Regions from separate parts of the Mus musculus genome. Here all the other regions are linked to region 2. A link is a contact called in public Micro-C data. All regions are on one chromosome and are shown on one strand. Each heading gives the region's core, a stretch centred on a gene start, on an enhancer-like site or on the middle of the called end of the contact. The rest is flanking DNA. Distances are from core to core; before and after follow the strand shown. Region 1 holds the start of Slc24a4 (solute carrier family 24 (sodium/potassium/calcium exchanger), member 4). Region 2 holds the start of Prima1 (proline rich membrane anchor 1). Region 3 holds the start of Gsc (goosecoid homeobox).

Region 1 (3,391 bases), core at 133-2,632, 1.1 Mb before region 2:
CCAGCTTTCTGGGCACTTCTTACCTGTGTCCCTCTGCTTGCCTAAGAAGTACAAAGGAACCTTGCTGGTAGTGGCCAGCTAGAGGAGGCATTTGGGACAGTCCCCAGAAGGGAAGTCCTCACACTTGACTATGCTCAAGATCTCTAGGGAATCTGGTTAAAAATGCACATTTTAGCTCAGTAGGTCTAAGAGTAGATTTAAATGTGCAACCTGCCTGTCTCCTATACTCCCAGGCAATGACTTGGCTGCTGTGGACCACCCCGTAGCCTAATGAGCAGCAAGGGAATGTTTGGCGCTCAGAGCAAAACACTTTGAGAATCCCACTTAGCATCTGAGGGACAGGCCCCCCTTTAGTTCAGGGTTCCTTGAAAGCAGACATTGGGTCTTAATACACGTTGTTGTTGTTGTTGTTGTTGTTGTTGTTGTTTTGTTTCTTGGCTGGATGGCACTTGGCACAGAGCTCACAAATGGCGGGTATGTATTTATTTAATTAAACACAGTTGGCTTTGATCCAAAAATGGTTTTAAGAGGAGTTAACCCCTAAATCAGCACAGGATAGAAAACCGACAGGGAAGTCTGAGTTAGAGATCCTTCCTGATAGAGGTCCCCTCCACTTATTTGCGTCTGGATGACACCTCCACTGCTCTTCGGAAATTTCACTGCGCCCACATTTTAAAAGCGGCTTACACTAGAGAGCCGAAAGTAAGAGAGGTGGAAAAACAAACCCAAACCAGAAAGCCTTGCGAAGCTGTGAGGTTGCAAAACATCAAAAGCTCCCAACTGTTGGCAGCAGAGCCGCAGAACTGCGGGGTTTCTCCCTCTGTCAGATTACCAGCATTTCGTAGGTCGGTGTTGCGCCCCCGCCACACAGGTCCCTAGGTTACCCAGAGAGCCTGGCAGGAACTGGTCCCGGCGGGCGTCGGTTGGCTTGGTGCAAGCCTGTTTCTTAGCACTGAGCTAGCAATTAAGCTACTTGTGCATTGGAGACCTCCGGGTGGTAGTGGTGACCGCCTTGGGTCGCTGCGGGGGGTAGGGGGTCTCGGGGAGCCAGGACCCGTGTGAGAGCCCTACAGAAACCCTGGTTCTGAGAGTCCTTGGTGATGCCATAACCTGTTCCACCTTATAGCAATCACAAGAAGCTGAGGACTCATTTTGGCTCCGTAGGGTTAGAGAGAGAGAGAGGAAGGGGTTTGGAGGGAGGCAAGGAAAGGGGATTATATTGGTCAGTAGTTGAGCCTCTCTTGGGGGAAGGGAGAAGCGCACTGGGCGAGCGCCCTAGGGGAGGTGTACACGTGCAGGGGAGGGGGGGGGGATGAGAGGCGGGCAGGCGGGAGGGGAGGAGTAGGGAGGCGAGAGCAGCTTGCGGGAGGCGCCACGGCCTCGCAGACACAGGCTCTGGCCGCCTAAGAGCCAGAGAGAAAGTTCCCGGGACAGTTCGCCCGCGGGAGGGCCCAAACTGCGGCCACTGGCCGAGAGGGTCTTGAGTTCTGAGAGTGCTGCGCGCGGTCCTTCTGCACGCACTTAGCTGCCAGGGCCCTGCTTTCCGAGAGAAGCAGAGGAGCCTCGCAGGCGGGCAGCCGGGGCGGCCGGGGCTAAACTTGGACGAGGAGGATGCTGCGAGTGGGCGCGGCGGCGCGGGGCGCGGGGGCGCTCGCCAAGCACTGATTGCTCCCGGCGGACTCCGAGCGCGCTGAAGAGCAGTGGGCAGGTAGCGGCTCCAAGCGCCCGGACTGCGCCAAGCCGACAAGCAGGGCCGCCAGCGCCACCGTGCAGGCGTCGTCTCCTCGCCACGGAGTCATGGTGCGAGCAGCGCGCACGCCCCGCGCGGAACTCTGAGCTCCGGCCGTGCATTGCTCCCCCTCCTCTGGTATTCCCATCCGATCTCCCCGTGACTGCCTTGTTCGCGGACCATGAAGCTATCTCCCAGAGCCCCTTGCCTCTGAGCTACGCATCGCCCCGCTGCAGCCCCAACGCCGCTGGGCCACAGACAGCGCTCCAACCCTTGAAGCTCGGGATCTTCTTCCAGGGGCGCGGGGCGTACGGAGATGGCTCTCCGTGGACTCATCCGGCAGAGCAAAGTTCGCCGGAGGCGAGAGATGCTGCCGCAGCAAGTTGGCTTCGTGTGCGCTGTGCTGGCCCTGGTGTGCTGTGCCTCCGGCCTCTTTGGAAGCTTGGGTAGGTGTGGGAAAGGATGTTTTCCGCTGGAGGAGTTGGGGGGCTTGAGCTCTGACAGCTCCAGCTTCTTCTCTGTCAGATTGGTCCCCAGGGTTTTCCCTTCCCGCTCAGCGGGCAGTGCTCACCCAGGAGTGCTGAGCCTCGAGCTGGACTGTGGCGACGTTCTGCCGAACTGCTCAAGCTCCCTGGGGGTTCCGGACGTAGTTGTAGGTGTGCTATTGGGATCAAAGCCTGCACCACCTCTGTCCCTGGAGTGTGCGGGTAATGGGCAACTCATGGCAGCCCAGGGGTAGAGTCTCCCGCTTTAGGATGTGTGAAACTGAGCAGCCCCCTTTTCTGTTCTGCAAAGCTGTGCTCCATCCCTCAGAGACCCAAATTCTCAGGCTTAGTCTCTGCTCTCCTCCTTGCACCTGCTCTGATCCAAATGCTTGGTCTTCCCCAAACCTAAACGGAGCGGGGGCAGTCTGTCCCCGTGGGAGATTGCTGCCATGTTCCAGCATCCCTTCACTCAACTCTGCTTAATCCCCACGGAGAGGGAGGGCTGGCGTGCATAGCCATGATCCACGCTCCTCCAAGCAGAAGGCGACCTGGGAGTCTGTTAAGACATGCAAATTTCAGACGGAGTGGGGAAAGAGAAGAAACTTATGAAATATTTATTTCGGGGTGATTTGGGCTCGTGTTTAGCCTTTAAAGAATGTTTAGTGCCTAGATATTTCAGAACTAGTGCTGTTAACATTTGGGGTGACACCCCCCCCCCCCGTGAAATAAATGTTGTTAACCTAGCCAGAGGCACAGGAGGAGGGCATCTTTTTTGAGTGGTTAGTGAGGCCATTAACATAGTATCTTGGGATCATTAAGAGATCGGTACAGCGACGTTAAAAACAAGTGAAACCTGGTTAAATTTTTAAACAGAAAAAGAGACATCACTCTCTTTCAATACCCAGACTGTGATTTGGGGGGGTAGAAGGCTAGAGAGTGGCTCGTTTCTAAAGAAGTCCAGAAAGTTTATTTCTAACACCTTCATACCCAATGCTTTGCAATTGGACAATTAAACACAAGAAACGACAAAATGTCTAGAGGAGCTGCGAGAGTTAGGCGTTCTGGAGGATGTATCGCTACCTAGCTGAAACATCTGGACAGGTAAAGAGTTGAGGTGTAGTCTGAAAGCCAGAGCTATTTTTATGTGCTAGATCAGGAGTTAGCTTCCCGTGCTACC
Region 2 (3,210 bases), core at 711-3,210:
GGTAGAGCAGGTGGCATGGCTCTTCTCTTTAGAGCCCTCTAACTTACATGACAGCTCTGTTGTCCCTGTCTTCCCTCCTCTCTCAGTCCTAGCTGAAAGGTTTTGGGAAGACAGAGAACTAGGCACCTGGGTACACAGACAGGTGAACTCTGCAATGGGGCTCAGCTAGAAGTTGAACAAAAGGACCTTGTCTCAATGGTCCAAGTGTTGAGAAATGACATCCCCGATTCCCGAGAACACACAGTACATTTAAATAACACAATCATAAGCCAGAGGCTGGCCAGAGCAGAGAAAGTAGAAACCTTGGCCTGAGCTAATGGTGGGATGCCTCTAGAGAGTCATGGAAGCCAGGGAGTGTCTCTGCCCAGTGGATGTAACATCTCACACCCCAGCAACAGCAAGGACAGCTACTAACCATGTTTCCTGGGGTCCAGGTGATGTATCAAGCAAACAAGTACTGGCCCCATAACAAGCAGGAAGGAGAAAACCAGGATCAGACCTTAAGTTTCTTGTTTAGTCACCTTGCTGGTAAAGGACTGGTCAACGGGGGTTTAAGGGCAGGACTAGAGAACATCCCATCCAATCACCTCGAGTAACTGGAGTTAGTGGGGGCTTGGTCTCTGTCCTGAAGACTGGGAGGTCAAAGGTGAGGGTTTGTCCTCCAGCAGTCTTGACAGACTGTGTTTTGCATGAATCGTGGGTCACCATCCACCTCCCCAGCCACCACTTAGAAGAAACACAGCCCTTACCCCAGGTTGGAGACAGTTAGTTGGAAGGCTAATTTGAAGTTTAGGGGTCGAATCTGGTAGGAAACAAGGCACCACTGTGGGATTTTTTTTTTGGGGGGGGGTTGGGTTTTTTTTGGTATTGTTGTTTGTTTGTTTATAAGTTTGTTTCTTTCCATAAAAGCTGCAGTAGAGTTCACTATGAGGTCTTAGCACCTTCCTATATCACGTTCATTCAGTACTGCAGGCCTTAGGCCACAACTGAGACTCTTTGCAAAGTTTCTTATTTTTTTTCAGGGTCAGAGCATGTTATACTTGACCAGTTTTTCTTCCTCCCCAAGTATCCCCAAGACCACTCAGTAGGTGGCTGTAGGGGGAGCTCTGAAGTGACCCTACCCCCTTCCCAGGAGGCCTCTGCCCGCTTCTCACCTGAACTAAACCCCAGAGTGGGTGCAGCGCACAGTGCAGCAGAAGTGAGGGCCAGCAGCAGCCATGGCGCAGCACCAGGTCCCGGAGTAGCATCTCGGCCTGCGGCGCCCACTGGTGAGCTAACTGTCAAGGGAGCAAGGCTTGAGTCAGGTGGACACTGCATAAACCATAGCACCAATTCAAGAACCAACTCGATGAGGACTCACTTGCCCCGCACTTTGGGGCACCTGCGCAAAGCAAGTCTTCATCTTCCTTCCAGTGCGCACACACTTGCTGACTCTCGGTGCTTCCCAGAACTCACACCTACCTATCCTGGAGCACACCCCCTCCCCTTCAGAATACCGCATGCACACCTTGATCCCGTGCACACCCCCAGAAACATCCAAACACACTTATTGAACCTCATACAAACCCAGAAACGGCCATGCACAACTCTGACTAGGAGTACGCTTCAAACCCAGAGTGAATCACTCACTCTGCGCGCGCACGCACTGTGACCCCCATGCACCGCCACCGACTCCCGTCCGCACACTTGACTCTGCTTGCACAGTACCACCAAATCACTCGCTGCATGTAGTCTTTCTGCCCCAGGGACTTCAGTGCGCACACTGTCTCATAGGCACCTCCGTACGTGCCCCCATTTGCCGCCCAAACCCCAGCTCCTGTTCCCGGGCAGGCGTAGGTTTTCCTGCACGCCCCCATCACCGCCCGCACCCCTCCGATGCCTCACGCCACCTTGCCTGGTGGCGACCCCCACCGATCGTCGACACGGAGAAGGGAGGTCAGGGTTGCCCCCACAGCAGCTCTGCTCTCAGCAGCCGGACGGCCCCCATTTAAAGCCAGCCGCCTCCCCAGTCCCCCGCCCTCTAGGCGGGGCCTCTAAGCTCACCCTGGCGGCTGCGCGCGCGCTCGGGGGCTTCACTTGCAGAGGACGAGCGCGGGGCGCTGGAGCAAAAGTTTGCGCGCTGCTTGGGCCTCCAGGGCAGCTGATCTGGGAGACCGGGGCGCGGCGCACTCGCACGGAGCTCCAGGCTCCGCTTGGCCGCGCGCGGGCCGGGAAAGGCGGCCACTTCCGAGGTCGGGCAGCCCAGGCAGAGGGTGGGGAAAGTGTCCTCGGGTCCTCCGCGAGCGGGCCGCAGGAGTCCTCCTTCAGCCCAGCCACGGGTCCCTGCGCCGCCCCGGTCCCCGCCCTTCCTGGTGGCGCCGAGCGGCTGCCCGGGGCGCAGGGTGCCCGGGGCCCGCGGGAGGCAGCGGGCGAGAGGCGCCGGCCCGGAGCACCCGCTCCGGCAGCAGGGCCGCGGGCGGAGGCGAAATAAATAATGCACGAAAAAGGAAAACAGACGTGAGCGGAGCCAGAGCCTCGCCCGCCTCCCTCCCGGGCTGCACTCCCGCCCGCGCTCCCCGCTGCCGCGGCCGCCAGCGCCGCTGCAGTGATTCCTCGTCTCCATCTAGCGAGGCTATTGTGTATTGGGCGCTTAATAATTTATTTATTCACCCTAGAGGCCGAGGACTCCCAGTGACAGTGGCAACCTGCTTCTGCTTGCCCTTCCCTCAAGTTCATCCCCCAGGCTGCGGGAAGGTGGTAGTAAGGTCTGACTAGTGGGGACCCCGTCTGTACACTATCATAGCGGCGCCCCCTTTCCCCTGTGTGTGCTGAGCTAGGATGGTGCTGGCTAGCCCTCCAAAGCAATGTGCCTGACCTCCCTCCATTTGGCAATCATGACCTCGGGACCTCTCTATTAACTCCGCTGTGTCTTAGGGGGAGTTGTGACATTTCAGGGAAAGCCTTCTCCCCAGGACTTTTCCTCCACTATCCACAAACTCCTGTTTGATGCAAGATTATCAACAAGTCGGTTCTTCAGGAAGGAGCTGGTTGCATCTCGTTCAAACAAGCTGCATGCTGCTCCTTCCTACAGGAGCCTTCCCAGGCGCCACGCAGGCGCCCTGCTCATCTGGTGATAGCGCTTTATTAAATGCTCTGATTGATGTTCCCTGGAGGTGGGGGTGTGACCATTCCAGTCAAAGTCGCAAAGAGCTGGGCAATTCTGCCTGGGGT
Region 3 (3,087 bases), core at 326-2,825, 1.2 Mb after region 2:
AACAGTGGTGACCTAAAGGCTGCTGCCCACCGACACCAGGGCACCGGGTGGCCCCGCGTGGCCAGGGGACAGCCTGACCGTGGAACCTTAGCCTGGCAGGGAGAAATCCGCAGGCAATCGCTGTGCTCAAGACCAACAAAAGGAGAAGCACCCTCCACGCTTCCTCTTTTCCTTCTTGGGCCTAAAGTACCCTCGGGCAGCCTCCAGGCCACAGCCTCTGGGATGCTCTTAGAGTGGCCACATCCCAAAGGAGGACCCGGCAAAAGCCGCGTGCAGGGAAGGACCGCTAGACGCCCCCACCCCAGCCCACCCCCGCTGGGGCTCTTGCCTACCTCCACCTTCTCCTCCCGAAGGTGCACCTTCCTGGCCAGCTGCTCCCGAGTGCCCACGTCTGGGTACTTCGTCTCCTGGAAGAGGTTCTCCAGGGCTTCGAGCTGCTCATCGGTGAAGATGGTGCGGTGCCGCCGCTTCCGCCGACAGTGCAGCTGGTTGAGCAGCTGCAGCTCAGTGCGCGACAGCGTGCCCACGTTCATGTAGGGCAGCATCTGGTGCGGCACCGGAGACACCAGTACAGAACCGGGGCCCTCGTAGCCTGCGACAGAGAGAGGGACGGGAGTCAGTCATCCTCCCTCGGCACCGTAAGCCAACCCGCTCGCTGCCCTCGCTCACTTAAAAATAAAAAAAGTCTGCAAGGGGCGCTATGTCTTTGGGGGGCACCGAGACCAGGGATGCCCAGACGTGGAAGGAGCGTCTGCCTGCACACATCCAAAAGCCAGTTCAGGCACTTTAGAATCTCCCCGCGTCCTCACTTCATTCCCGCGCGCGCGTGGAGTCGCCCCGAGACTCCCGGTGACTCGGCTTTTTAAACTCTAACCTAAAGTTTACAGTAGACGTATGCAAAGTCCCCGTACCCGGTGACCCAAAAATATATTAATTAATTAAAAGTAAAAGATAAATAAATAAATGGGAGAACGGGGAAGGCTTGCAAAGGGAGAAAGTTGGTGCCAGGTGAGTAAAGCAAGCAAACCGCGCGTCCATGCCCCGGCAGCCACCGACTGCCGCAGTGGCGAAGGCCGGCTCGCGAGCGATCGCGACCCTACCTGGGGGCGTCGGGACGCAGGAGCACTGCTGGGCGCCCAGCGGCGGCACAGCCCCGCAGCAAGCCGGGCCCACGGGCGCCGCCTGCACGTGCAGCTGCCCGTAGAAGTAGCTGTTGTAGCCCAGGCGGGAGCTGCCGACCGCGGCCGGGAGGCCCGCGCCTCCGGGGGCCACAGGGCGCGGGTAGAAGGCGCCGTAGTCCGAGGAGGTGCCGCCGCCGGCGCCGTAGAGCGAGTCCCCGTGTAGAGCCGGGAAGACCACCGGAGCCGCGGCGCTGGGCGCCACCGGGAGCACCGCGTCTTTGCAGCGCGGCCGGGCGGCCAGGATGTTGTCGATGCTGAACATGCTGGCGGGCATCCCCGAGCCCCGCGTCGGGACCGGGGGGCGGCGGGGACGCGCCGAAGAAGAAGAAGTCTCCAAGTGGTGTTGTTTGGGGTGGGGGTTGGGAATTGTCCCACTCTCTGCTCCCGCGGGCGAGCAAACCGAAAGAGAGCGCGGGCGAGCGCGCAACTCGCGCCCCTCCCCGCCCCCTGCGTCCGAACTCCCTCCTCCCGCCCTCTCCTCCCCTCGCCGCCGCCTAGCTGAACTCAACCCGCGGGTAGGACGCAGCTCCGACCGGCTCAACCTCTTGTTGGTTTTATACTGAGTCGACGTCATCCTGGATTTAGTTCCTGGTAATATGCAGATGACAAACAGAACCAGATTTGGTCCTTTTCTTTTCCTTTGGGTGGTGTGGAATGGGGAGGTGGGGGTGGGCGGGGGGCGCTTGCAGGGGAGGGGGAGAGATGCCAAGAGGAGGGGGGCCACAGGGCCTGAAAAAGATTGTGGATTGAGAATTAATGAAATTAACCTAATCTTTTCCATTCGGCAGCCCCGGCGCGGCCCCGGCCTTGCTGGGCGGGCGGCCTAATTGCCCAGGTTAATCTTATTAATACTATTGTCCTGCCGCCGTTAACAACTCCGCCGCCGACCTCTCCGCCCCGACCCTTTTCTCTCTATTATGGGGTGCGATTTCCTATGGTTGTAGCTCAAATTCATTGTGGCTAATTTTACTTTAGGACTACTTTTTACTCTCTTTCGGAATCTGTTTGCTTTTAAGAAATGAGGGTGGCTGTGTCCTCCCTCAACTAAGACTGAAAGTGCCCCCCCCCCGCAGCCAACCCCCTACCCCGTGAACTCACTGCCTAATTTCACTTCTCCACCCCCCCCTCCGTCTCTTTCCCAAAATCTTTTGTTTTTGCGAAAGCCAAATTTTCTCAGAGCAAAAACCATGAAAGTAGAAACGCGTCCGCCTTCGTACAAGTTGTCTTTTTTCTTCTTCTTCTTCTTAAAGCGGTCACTCTGGGTCTGAAAACTACCCTGACTCTCCCTAGCTCCTAACACACCAGTGAAGAGCAAATTCAGCCAGTCTTTAAAATTCACCACCCAGAGGAGCGCTCTGAAGCGATGCTTCCAGAGGCTTCCCGCGTGGGTGCCGATAGGTTCTGTGTATTTTTGATTATTAGTCTGGGAGAAGGGGTGCCTTCCCCCCCCCCAAAAAAAATTTTTTTGGCTTTAATTCTCGTGGGATCTACCGGGACTGCCTGTCTCCTTTCTCAACATATTGAGTGGCGTCCCTCTCTCAATCAGCGAGCTCTCCGAAAGGCCTCTAGCTGTCCTTCCAGGCCCGCGCTGGCCTCCGGGGGACCCCAGCGGCCTGGACAAAAGTCGGGCCACTGCGGGCGGCCGTGATGATTTGCGGGATTCTCCGTGAGGCACGGCCGAACCGCGGGAGGCGCAGCCAGCCTAGATCTGCGCGCTGGCGGCTGGGCGACCTGCGGGAAGGTAGGCGACCCTCTGGGCAGAACGAAAACAGAGGCCCAAAGTCGTGCGTCCCGGTGCCAGCCCGGGAATTGCACCGCCATCGCGCAGGCCACTCTCCAGCTACTCCAGGAGAGACCTGGGTAGAGGACTTCCATACCATTTGTGGAGATTCCTCTCTCACTGATA

Evidence for each region. A called contact is a pair of places that touch in the nucleus more often than the background predicts.
Region 1: a contact with region 2 is called in a Micro-C map of embryonic stem cells, with 5 times the contacts expected there. The contact joins the promoter of Slc24a4 here to the promoter of Prima1 in region 2. A contact is called at or near these places in 1 of 39 promoter capture datasets (liver) and 1 of 484 Hi-C or Micro-C datasets (embryonic stem cells).
Region 3: a contact with region 2 is called in a Micro-C map of embryonic stem cells, with 4 times the contacts expected there. The contact joins the promoter of Gsc here to the promoter of Prima1 in region 2. A contact is called at or near these places in 2 of 484 Hi-C or Micro-C datasets (both in embryonic stem cells) and 1 of 115 datasets of contacts at active chromatin or transcription factors (embryonic stem cells).

What each region holds. Positions count from the first base shown.
Region 1 is chr12:102,127,345-102,130,735 of GRCm38.p6, forward strand. Slc24a4 (solute carrier family 24 (sodium/potassium/calcium exchanger), member 4) reads left to right here and starts at 1,383. Exons shown (of 17, transcript NM_001362345.1): 1 at 1,383-2,175. The coding sequence starts at 2,046.
Region 2 is chr12:103,240,186-103,243,395 of GRCm38.p6, forward strand. Prima1 (proline rich membrane anchor 1) reads right to left here and starts at 1,961. Exons shown (of 5, transcript NM_133364.2): 1 at 1,890-1,961; 2 at 1,155-1,277. The coding sequence starts at 1,247.
Region 3 is chr12:104,471,661-104,474,747 of GRCm38.p6, forward strand. It overlaps Gsc (goosecoid homeobox), which reads right to left and starts at 1,576. Exons shown (of 3, transcript NM_010351.1): 1 at 1,101-1,576; 2 at 333-592. The coding sequence starts at 1,455. Gm10000 (a long non-coding RNA gene) reads left to right here and starts at 1,870. Exons shown (of 6, transcript XR_381874.2): 1 at 1,870-2,922.